Linked DNA regions of Pan troglodytes: region 1 is linked to region 2. A link is a contact called in public Hi-C data. All regions are on one chromosome and are shown on one strand. Each heading gives the region's core, a stretch centred on a gene start, on an enhancer-like site or on the middle of the called end of the contact. The rest is flanking DNA. Distances are from core to core; before and after follow the strand shown.

Region 1 (5,369 bases), core at 172-2,671, 270 kb after region 2:
ACACGGCATCCCAGTTAATGCTGCGTGCACGGCGGGCGCTGCCGGTCAAATCTGGAAGGGGAAGGAGCTCAGGTAGTCGCGGAGGACGGGGTTGAGGGGGATGCGAGCCAGGTTCTCGCGGCCCACGGTAGCCACGATGCGCTGGCGGCACAGCTCCTGCAGCGGCCGCACGCGGCGCTGGCGCAGCGGGGCCCCCAGCATGCGGCGCGGCGCCGCCACGTAGTGCTCCAGCAGCTCGAAGAGGCAGTCGAAGCTCTCGCGGCTGCCATCCAGGTGAAAGCGCCCGGCCTGAAAGTGCACGCGGATGCTCGTGGGTCCCGAGGCCATCTTCACGCTAAGGGCGAAGAAGCAGTTCCGCTGGCGGCTGTCGCGCACCAGGAAGGTGCCCACGGGCTCGGCGCGCAGCCGCTCGTGCGCCCCGTGCACGCTCAGGGGCCCCCAGTAGAATCCGCAGGCGTCCAGGAGCGCGCTGGCGCGTGTGATGCGCCGGTAATCGGCGTGCGAACGGAATGTGCGGAAGTGCGTGTCGCCGGGGGCCGGGGCCGGGACCGCGGGGCACGGCCGCGGGCGCGCGGGGGCCGCGGACGAGGAGGAGGAAGAGGAGGAAGGTTCTGGCCGCCGTCGGGGCTCTGCTGCTGTGGAGACTGCATTGTCGGCTGCCACCTGGTTGTGTGCTACCATCCTACAGAAGGGGCCAGCCGGAGGGGTGGGCCATAGCGTCCGGGGGTGCGCTGCGGGAGAGACAAAGCGGTGAGCTGGGGCGCTGCGGGGCCGGGCAGGTGTGCGCCGGCCGGACAACTCCGGAGGGCGGCGCTCCCGGCGGACCCGGCCCTAGGGGGCGAGCACGGAGCACCAAGTCCGCGCGGATCCGTTCAGCCTCAGTGGACACAGCTGGAAAATGGGCTCTGTACTCCGCGGAGCTCTTCCCGGCGGGTGGGGGCTCGGTGGAGGCGGAGTCCGGCCTCCGGGCAGCACCGAGAGGGGGGCGTGGAGAGCAGCCGGCTCTGGCTCCAGCCGTCCGGCCCCGGCTCGCCGCCCCGCGCCCGCCGCCTGCTGGCCAGGCTGGGATCCGCGCCTGGTCTGGGCGATTTGGGCTAGGGCCGGAGAAAGGCTGTGCTGCGGGAGCCCCGCGCGCGGGGGGCGGCCTGGGTGGGGCCGGCGAGGGTCAGGGGCATCGCGGCCGCGACCCCATCCTGCAGCCCCCGAGGCCCGCCCGACTCCTGGCTGCCCTGGACTCCCCTCCCTCCTCCCTCCCGCCTCCTTGCCCAGGGCCCGGCTCACCTGGCGGCGGGGCGCGGGACGCCGCGGGCGGGACGGCGGGGGGCTCCGGGGCGCTCCGGGGCGGCTCTCGCGCATGCTCCGGGGCCAGGAGCCGCGCAGCTGCCACGGCCGCAGCTCGCTCTGCTCGGCGCCCGCCCCTGCGCCAGTCTTTTAAACCGGCTTGGAGGCGGGGCTAGCGACGGCGGGAGGCCCCGCCCCTGCCGGCCCCGCCCCCAGCTCCACTTTTGGTTTCTCTTTCCGCGGTGGCGTCCGGCGAGGACCGCTTCGGCCCTGTTTCCCTCTCTTGTGGACCCTCCCGCGGGGCCCTCTGCCCGCCTGTTCGCACCTGCCCCAGCACCCGCCTCTCGAGGGGCTCTGGCCCCGACCCTGCGCCTTCCGGCCACTTCTCGGACCTCTCCTTCGGACTTGGCGACCCCGATTTTGCCCCGCTACCTCCGGTTCCACTTTCTGCCGCCAGGCCCTCTTGGGACGCGCCCTGACACACCCTCCTCCGCCCCAGCTGTCTCCACACCCGCCGGGGGCAGAGCCCTGTCCTCTCCTCCCCTGCAGCCAGATCCCCCTAGGAGGCCACAGAAGGTGTCCCCAACCCTGAGCCTGACCCCACCCGTAGACCCCCTCCTAGCCCCTGCTCCACCCGCCGTCGACGCCCTCAGTCGCCCGCCCTGCTGTCCCGAAGCCCCGGCCGGCCGCGGTCTCTGATCTTGGCTCGGGCTTCCCAGGAAGCGGCGGCCTGACCACAGGCTTCAGAGGAACCCCTGGCGGCGCGGTCGCCTCCACCCCGGCCCAGTTCCTCGGAAACTGGGCGGGGCCGGGCAAGGTCCCTGGTGGCCTCGACTGCCCTCCCTGCGCTCCCACTACCCGGCTGCGGAAGAAACTGAGGCTGGGGAGGGGCTGGGATTTGCAATGGCTTGCAGATTGGGAGCTCTGGACCTGGATCTCGCCTTCCCCGTCTTCATTTTGGGGAGAGGTGCAGCTGGACGACATCAAATTGGAGCCCAGTGAAAAAATGGTGCATTCTCAGACGTGATGAATCCCCAAACCTGGTTTCCTAGCCCTCCTCTCCCCCGACCCCTTCCTCATAGATTTCCCCCTCCTACTGCTCCGTCAGGCATCTGCCCTTCAAAGACTGCCTTCCCACCACACACACGGCCGGGGCTTGGGATGGTGAGCGGTCGGTGGTCAGGGCTGTAATTTGCACACGTGTTTGTGATTTAGTGATTCCGATTGTCGTGCAAGGCCATGGAGTAGGTGCCTGGCTGCTCCGTGTATTTTTGAATGAAGGCATGTGAGGAGCCCCAGCATCACAAGGGGCCACATAAAAACCTGGCTAGGTTGGGCACTTGGTTACTGGCCTCACACTGGGACACACTGCCCTCTACAGACAGCTCTCAGACGGCTTCTCTCCTGGAAGCCCTGGTGCCCAGTCCCTTCCCGCCTCCCTGGCCCCACGATGCCTCCTTCCCCAGGCAGAGCCTAGGTCCTTATTAACCTCCTGAACACAGGGAGTGGCCCAGAATCAGCCCGGCTTAGCACCCCATCAATGCCCTGAATCTGCATGTGGCCAGGGCTGGTGGTGGTCATTGATGTAGCCTCCTAGGTTGTGCGTGTGTGTGCGTGCGCGTGCGTGAGGGGGTGAGAGAAGATGCAGAACCTTGCCTGCACCAGAGGTCAGGTGTGTGGTCATTCGAGAGATGTCCACTGAACATGTGCTGGAGGCCACACTCTGTGGAGGGTGATGGAATACAAGGAGACCCAGTTCCAAATCTGCACCTTTCTATTCTTGTGACCTTGAGCATGTAATTAACCTCTCTGCCATGGTTTCTTTATCTGTGAAATGGGGATAATAATAGTACCTCTAGCAGGGCGCAGTAGCTCATGCCTATAATCCCAGCACTTGGAAGGCCAAGACAGGAGGATTGCTTGAGCCCAGGGGTTTGAGAACAGCCTGGGCAACAAAGTGAGACCCCCTCTCTACAAAAAAAAAAAAAAAATAGTACAAAAATCAGCCAGGCGTAGTGGTTTGCACCTGCAGTCCCAGCTACTTGGGAGGCTGAAGCAGGAGGATTGCTTGAGTCCAGGAGGTCAAGGCTGCAGTGAGCCACGATTTTGTCAGTGCACTCCAGCCTGGGCAACAGAGTAAGACCCTGTCTCAAAAAGAAAAATAAATAGTACCTCCATCCCGGGGTTGTGTGGGAATTAAATGAGTGATTATGGGTCAGGTGCTTAAAACAGCCCGTAGTGTCTAATAAGCAGTCGGTAGATGTTTGTTGTTCATCTGAGGGTGCCTGTGGGTGTGGCAGTGTGTTGGAGCCCACAGACGCATGGCTTCAACCCCTGTGTCCATTTTTTTAAAGAGATGGAGTGTTGCTCTGTTGCTCAGGCTGGAGTGTAGTGATAGGATCGAGGAGGCACTATAGCCTCGACCTCCTGGGCTCAAGAGATTCTCCCATCTCAGCCTCCTGAGTAGCTGAGACTGCAGGCACATGCCACCACACCCGGCTAATTTTTTAAATTTTTTGTAGAGATGGGATCTCACTACGTTGCCCAGGCTGGTCTCGAACTCCTGTCCTTTAGTGACCCTCCTGCCCTGGCTTCCCAAAGCACTGCCTTATATCTATGTTTGAAGCCCTAGTCCAGGGACCACAGGCCAGGGAAGGCACAGCAAGGGAGCAGGAAAGCTTCTAAAGGTACACTCAGCACACGTGGGTTCTCCTCACTGCCACCAGTGACAGACAGCTTTGGTTTCATTTTCTGAAGTCCTGTGTTCAAAATGAAACCAAATCCAGATGCCGAAAGAGAAAAGGAAATCTGCTGGTTGACAAGCATCCACCTTGTGGGCTGTTCTCCTGGAGGGCTGGGCACCAGGCTCACAGGAAGCCAGGCAGTGCGAAACCCTGAGGGGCTCAGAGTGCTCGGTAGGATGGGACCAGGCTCTGACCCCAGACCTGCTGCATGACCTTGGGCAAGTGACCTGTCCTCTTGGGACCTCATTCGCCCCAACTGCAAAGTGATCTCTGGACATCTCGTACCTCACAGAGCAGCCAGACATGCAGAGCCAAGGGCAAAATGCCAGGCATGGAGTCGGTGCTTGGCACAATGACCTCTTGTCACAGGGCGGATGGACCAGCCCTATATCCACAGCTTACTAAACCACAGCCACAGCCAGATGTGTGGAAACATTCTCCTCCCTATCTTGGCAGATCCTCCTACCCCAAATGTGAGGGGCCCAGCCAGCATCTGGGGGAAGTCAAGATCCTGGTGGCTTATGGCACTTAGCTTTTCAGTTTCTCTTTCCGGCTTTGGTGGCGCCTTGCTGGGAAAAGTAGCTCCTGGCCAGGGTGTGTAATCGTGAAACTGGCCTCTGCCCCGGAATTCCTCAGCCCTGCTTTTCCTCTAACCCATGTGTCAGGGAGGTTCCCATGGGAGTCTGTGCCCCTGGGAACCCCGAGAAGTGGGGCTCACAGTGTGGATTCTGCTGACCGCTGGTCTGAATTTAAATGGGTCATTTCATAAGCATGTGGCCTGGGGCCAGCTTCTTAGCTTTTCTGTGCCTCAGTTTCCATATTTGCAAGATGGGATAGTAACATATCTATTTTCACTTCTTCAGTATTTATTCAGCAGATATTTACTGAGTTCTTACTGTGTGCCAGGCGCAGGGGACTCAGAGGTCTTCAGGCAGACCTAGGGGAGTCAGTGAATTCACACCATAAGTGCAGACAATACTGGGTGCTATGTGGGAAAGAAACAGAGAGAAAGGGGTGACTGGGTGTTTGTAGGGTGAGATAAGGAAGTTAGGGAAAGCCTCTTCGAGGTGGTGACATTAGCACTGACGTCTTTCTAAAAGTGGGATGAAGACCCCAGGTGGCGAGAACAGCCAGTGCAAAGGCCCTGTGGTGGGGGTGCTTGAAGATAGGAAAGGAGAGTTGGTATAGCGAGCCAGGGGGGGGTGTAGGGGTGAGGCATAGGGGTTGGCAGGGTCTGATCCATCAGGCAGGGCCTTGCTGGGCTGTGGCAGGGCTTTGGATTTTGCCCTGAGTGCATGGACCAGCCATCCAGGCCCAAGCGACAGCATAGGACTGAGTGTGGAA
Region 2 (5,284 bases), core at 2,687-5,186:
GTTAAAGCATCCTCACCAGCTGTTTCTGGTGTGTGAGACTGACTCCACCCAAGAGACATTACCCCCTGGCCCCCCATCCCCAGCATGCTGTTGCTAACTGCTGGGAGACGGAGACCTCCAGGGCAGGGGCCTGGGGGAGGGGTGTCATGTCTTTGCTCTATGTCTGCATGTCGTCAGGGCCACTGGGGTGGCCACGGCTGTGGAGGCCTGCTTTTCTCTTTAGAACTCCTCTGGAGCATTTTAATTACAGTGGATTTATTGCTCCATTAGTGCTGCTTATCTGGGGAGCCAGGGGATCTTGCCACAGTGGCTAGTAGCTGTGCTTACGCAGTGGCTTGCTGGAAGAGTTTAGCAGCATTTTGCTTTGTTTACCTTATTCTGGGAGACCCCAGCAGTCCCCTGAAATTGATTGCAGTAAACCTGCCCATTTTCCCTTGTATATCTCCCCAGTAGGGGCCAGGATAAGTGTCTCTTGAGACTAACTCAAATATGTGGATGAACTCACAGTGACCTAAGTCTCAGGCCATTGATGTTAGGCTCAAAGGCTCCTAGTGTTGGCCTCCAGGCTGAGGTGGTCATTTCTCCTGGCAGGCATCGGAATCGGGGTAAACTGAGTGATCTGGTGGCAGAGCACCTAGACCACCTGCACTATCTCAATGACATCCTGATCATCAACTGTGAGTTCCTCAACGATGTGCTCACTGACCACCTGCTCAACAGGCTCTTCCTGCCCCTCTACGTGTACTCACTGGAGAACCAGGACAAGGTGGGTCCAGCCCCGTGGCTCCTGCTGGCTGAAGGCCATCAGAAGTGGGGAAGAACAGTCCCCAGTCCCCTGGAATGGGGCTGAGCATTGCAAATCAGGACTGAGGTTTTTTTTTGTTTGTTTATTTTTAAAAGACGGAGTTTTGCTCTTTTACCCAGGCTGGAGTGCAGTGGTGCGATCTTGGCTCACTGCAACCTCCGCCTCCTGAATTCAAGTAATTCTCCTGCCTCAGCCTCCCGAGTAGCTGGGATTACAGGTGCATGCCACCACGCCTGACTAATTTTTGTACTTTTTGGAAGAGACGGCGGCATTTCACCATGTTGGTCAGGCTGGTCTCAAACTCCTGACCTCAGGTGATACACCTGCCTGGGCCTTCCAAAGTGCTGGGATTATGGCCAGAACTGAGGTTTTGAGCCCAAGGGAGATTCCTTTCAAAGCACACTGGCTTTCCTTTCCTTTCCTTTCCTCTTATTTCCTGAGACAGAGACAGAGTGTGTGTGTGAGAAGACTATAAAAGTGAATGGGAAAAGATTACCGACATCAGGAGGAAACAGGAAACATCTACAAATGTAGGGTTTTGGTTTCTGTGCATCCTTCCCTGAAGTGTTCTCCTCCCCAGTAACTTTTCCTGGTAGTTGCCAGAACCCACTGATTTGGAGAAGATACAGACAGCGACAGAACTTGCGCAGCATGGAGGGAAGGGATGGAGCACACTCAGGGAACGGTCCCAGGGTGGTGACTGTCCACTGTTAGCAGGCCCCAGAGGCCTGTGGGGATGACGGCTGGTAACATGCAGGGCCTCAGGACCAGGAATCTGCATGTCTCACCTATCCCTCAGGTGATTCTGATTCTGTGCTGCTGGTTCTCAGGGCCCCCCTGTGAGGAATGCTGCTTCTGGAGGGGAGGCCTCTGTGCAGTTCCTCCGGAGGTAAAAGGGCCTCAGCAGGAGGCAGGACAGAGCCAGCTGGTCACCATGCAGAGGTGCTCCAAGGGGATGGAGTTTTCAGGATTCTCACTACAGATGAGTAAATAAAATAAAGTGTATTTTTAGTAGAAACGGGGTTTCACCATGTTGGCCGGGCTGGTCTCAAACTCCTGATCTCAGGTGATACGCCTGCCTCGGCCTCCCAAAGTGCTGGGATTACAGGCATGAGCCACCGTGCCCGGCCAGGACTGAGGCTTTGAGCCGGAGGGAGATTCCTTTCAAAGCACGCTGCTTTTCCTTTCCTTTCCTCTTATTTCCTGAGAGAGACAGAGACAGAGTGTGTGTGTGAGAAGACTATAAAAGTGAATAAGCGCCTTAGCTTTACCAGAGGCAGCTCTGGGAGGCAGAGACAAAGTATGAGAATTGGAGTTTTCAGACCTGCATTCAAATTCTGCCTCTTCCCTTTCCTAACTCTGTGACCTAAAGCAGTTAACCTGAGCCCGTTTCTTCGGCTGCAAAATGAGGGCCTAACGATTCTTCTCTAACAGGGTGGGTGTGAAATGGAGCATCTTGAAATTCAGTATAAACGAGGGGCTTTTCCAAGGCCAGAGTGCCCTAAACCTCCTCCCCCATGCTTTGAAAATAACTTCCCAAGAACAGGCCTCCTGGAGGCCTCTCCTGCCAGGGCGTCCAGTGCCCCAGCTGGTACAAATGAACGTGCTTGGTAACTTAAGGAGCAAGTTCTCGTGGGTCAGCCTCTCATCCGTGAGTAACGGTGAAAGGTTTCTCAGATGGAAAAATAGTGTCCTTGCAAACAGTATTGAGTGGGATTTTGCGGAGTGGACTTTTGAGTAGCACCAAGAAAGGACAGCCCTAGGGCCGTGGAGGAAGTCAGTGGGACAGGACGCCTTTGTTCACACAGAAGGCTTTTGGCTTTGTGTATTTTGTGCTGCTTGCTTGTGTGACCTGATCTCTCTCTCTCTCTCCTGCCACCCCGCACTAGGGAGGAGAACGGCCGAAAATTAGCCTGCCGGTGTCTCTTTATCTTCTGTCACAGGTATGCTTGATCATTCACCAATGTCCCCACTACATTTGGGGTCCCTTGGCGTGCCACTGCCTTGAAGAAAATCCCCAGGCCTTATCACCCCATCTTCTCTGTCCCCCCCATGCTGGAGTAAAATAACAGCAAAACAGAAGGGGCTTTCTGTTTTCCAGGTACTAAATAGAGGTAGTGTGTATCTTTTTCATGGTAGGAGATGGAAATCCAAAGAGAAATGAAAAATAAACCAAACCTAACTTGTGTAGTTGATTTTTACCATGAAGACTGAGGTTTCCAAAACAACTGAGGAGTGCTTGAAATGCCCTGGAAATGTGGGCTGCATCGCTTTTACTCTTGCAGCTTTGAATGAAGCCCCACACTGCAGAACCCACAGCGTGCATACACACAGCAACCTTGGTGTAACAAACTTCCTGAAATGAGTCTATTGTTAAAGGGCTTTATCGCGGTTCTAGTTCCCAGATTACCGTGTGGAAGGAATCTTGTAGCAACCTTAGCTCTCAGATTTGTGTCTTGAGCCAATTTTTCTCCCTCCCCTCCTTCAACAAGTGTGTTTCCTTCATGTAATTACGTAATATTTACAAGAAGGGAAAAACTCCATGGCGACCCAGTTACATAACTTTAAAAATATTTTTATTACAAGCAGTCCAGACTCTCAGGGCATCTCATTAGACTATTAAGTAGTCCAGCATTTACCCAGAACTCTGTTTCCGCTTTTGCAATGGCACAGGTATTTATTTGCTTTGATGAGGAACTGTCCTTCTGACTTGATCCCCAGCTGTTTTGAATTTGGGGCGGGGCTTTGTCTTTTTGGCCCAAGAGGAGAGGTTCAGAGGCCACCTCCTCCCCGGCAGGTAGGCCAATCCGGACATGTCCTGACCATCACTCACAGCCCAGAGTCCTATTCTGGGGCTGTTTGCTCAGAGCTCTGCATGGGGCCAAGTTTGTCTGAATGCCGCTCTGTACGACGGCGCTGAGCACAAACCCCAGCCTCTCCTGGCAGCTTTTTTCTGCTGCCTCTTTCCAAGTCTGCCGGCATCTCCTGCTTGGGATTCTGAGAGTCCAACAGGACCCAAGCAAGCCAGTTCTCAGCCCCAGGAATCATATGGAAAGCATCCTCAGGACCCTTCAGCTGTTGGAGCATTGCCCGGGCAGGGTCTCCTCCAGAGAGCATGGCCGCCAACTGCCCACAGCGGGAACGTCAGTGGAGAGAGTTAGGCCTTTTCTCTGAGACTCCTCCCTCACCGGTTTGCTTTGTAAAGGACCAGTAGCCCATGCACCCAATTACTTGTTTCAGTATCTCACAGAAAACATAGCTTGTAATTCATTGTTCCTCAAACTTGAGTAATACATCCCTTTTAAAGATAAACAACCTGAAGCCCTGTTTCCCCCTGCATTTTCATTTAGCTTAATGAAAATGTGACCTAAATGTGTGAAAAACCTAAAATCAGGTATAAATCCTGTGTCCTGAAAGCCCCTACCTCAATATAAAATCATTGCATACTTGCAAATTATTTTACAAGCATAGCTAGAAAACCATGAAAATTTTTATGGATGACGTTAATTTGGTGTGACAGGTGATGCTGTCCTCCTAAAACCATACTGCTAACAGAGTGTGGTGTAGGCAGCTGGGCCCAGCTTTTTGAGTCTGGCCTGCACGTGCTTCCACGTACCTTACAGTTACTCACCCTCCCTCTTTTTTGGGTTCAGAGCCAGGGAAATGAGCACTGTGTGTGTCCACAGGCAGGAATTGGTTGCTTTGTTCAGGGGGGCCTTTGTAGGTGCTCACTGAATGCTTGTGGACTGAAAAGAAGGAATAAATGATCAGTTAAGGCCGCATTCATTCAAGGTACGTAACAGATATTTGAGAATGAATGACCACAGTGATTGGTGTTTTGTGTTGTTGGTAGAGTGATGTGTGGCAGTAATTCGGCCATAAGGAAGGTGAGAAAAATCATCATTGCTAACATTTAAGGGCCTGCCAAGCCTTGGACATGGGTTAACTCATTGAATCATACTATGTGTTCTCTGTGATAGAAAAGGTTCCCAGTATTTTTTTAAAAGATGCAATTTTTTATAGGGAGGTGCCACATGGCCATTCTGCCTGTACCTTTTATCTAATTTGAATTCTATGTATTTGTTAGAATAATATATTCCCCTTGTTCAAACAGTACAAAACATGGCATGTGAAAAGTCTCTCTCTCACTCTATACCCTGAGCACCCAACTGCACTCCCCAGAGGCAGCCTGTGTTGATTTTTGCCTTCACTTTTTAAAAAATAATTTTTTTTTAAACAACGTTTTTTAAAGTTAAAAAGTTCAAACATGTAAAAACCGGGTTTCTGTTCTAGTTTTGTTCAGGCTCCTGACTTCTATCCCCAGAGACAATTAGGGTTACAGGGTTCTCGTATGTCCTAACAGAGACTTCTGTCAGGGGTTCTCAACTAGGGGCGATTTTGCCCCTCAGGGGATACCTGGCAATGTCTGGGGAGATGCATTCAGTTGTCATGACTGAGGCTGGGGTGCTACTGACATCT

What was found. A called contact is a pair of places that touch in the nucleus more often than the background predicts.
Region 1: a contact with region 2 is called in a Hi-C map of stem cell-derived neural progenitor cells, with 7 times the contacts expected there. The contact joins the promoter of SOCS1 here to the enhancer-like site in region 2. A contact is called at or near these places in 5 of 7 Hi-C or Micro-C datasets (blood, induced pluripotent stem cells, a lymphoblastoid cell line and 1 more), 1 of 1 datasets of contacts at active chromatin or transcription factors (stem cell-derived excitatory neurons) and 1 of 1 other capture datasets (stem cell-derived neural stem cells).

Annotation. Positions count from the first base shown.
Region 1 is chr18:13,902,457-13,907,825 of NHGRI_mPanTro3-v2.0_pri, forward strand. It overlaps SOCS1 (suppressor of cytokine signaling 1), which reads right to left and starts at 1,422. Exons shown (of 2, transcript XM_016929424.3): 1 at 1,282-1,422; 2 at 1-731. The coding sequence starts at 681. The coding sequence ends at 46. The region is part of intron 1 of LOC129137279 (a long non-coding RNA gene); the gene reads left to right.
Region 2 is chr18:13,625,620-13,630,903 of NHGRI_mPanTro3-v2.0_pri, forward strand. CLEC16A (C-type lectin domain containing 16A) reads left to right here. Exons shown (of 24, transcript XM_063796660.1): 7 at 592-766; 8 at 2,695-2,748. Among named protein-coding and RNA genes, the nearest start is that of CLEC16A, 35 kb to the left of the region's middle. Within about 2 kb of position 3,937, at least 8 of the 24 cell types and tissues checked have an H3K27ac peak or open chromatin away from gene starts, as enhancers often do. A contact at or near this core is called in induced pluripotent stem cells, stem cell-derived neural progenitor cells and stem cell-derived neural stem cells, where this site is marked.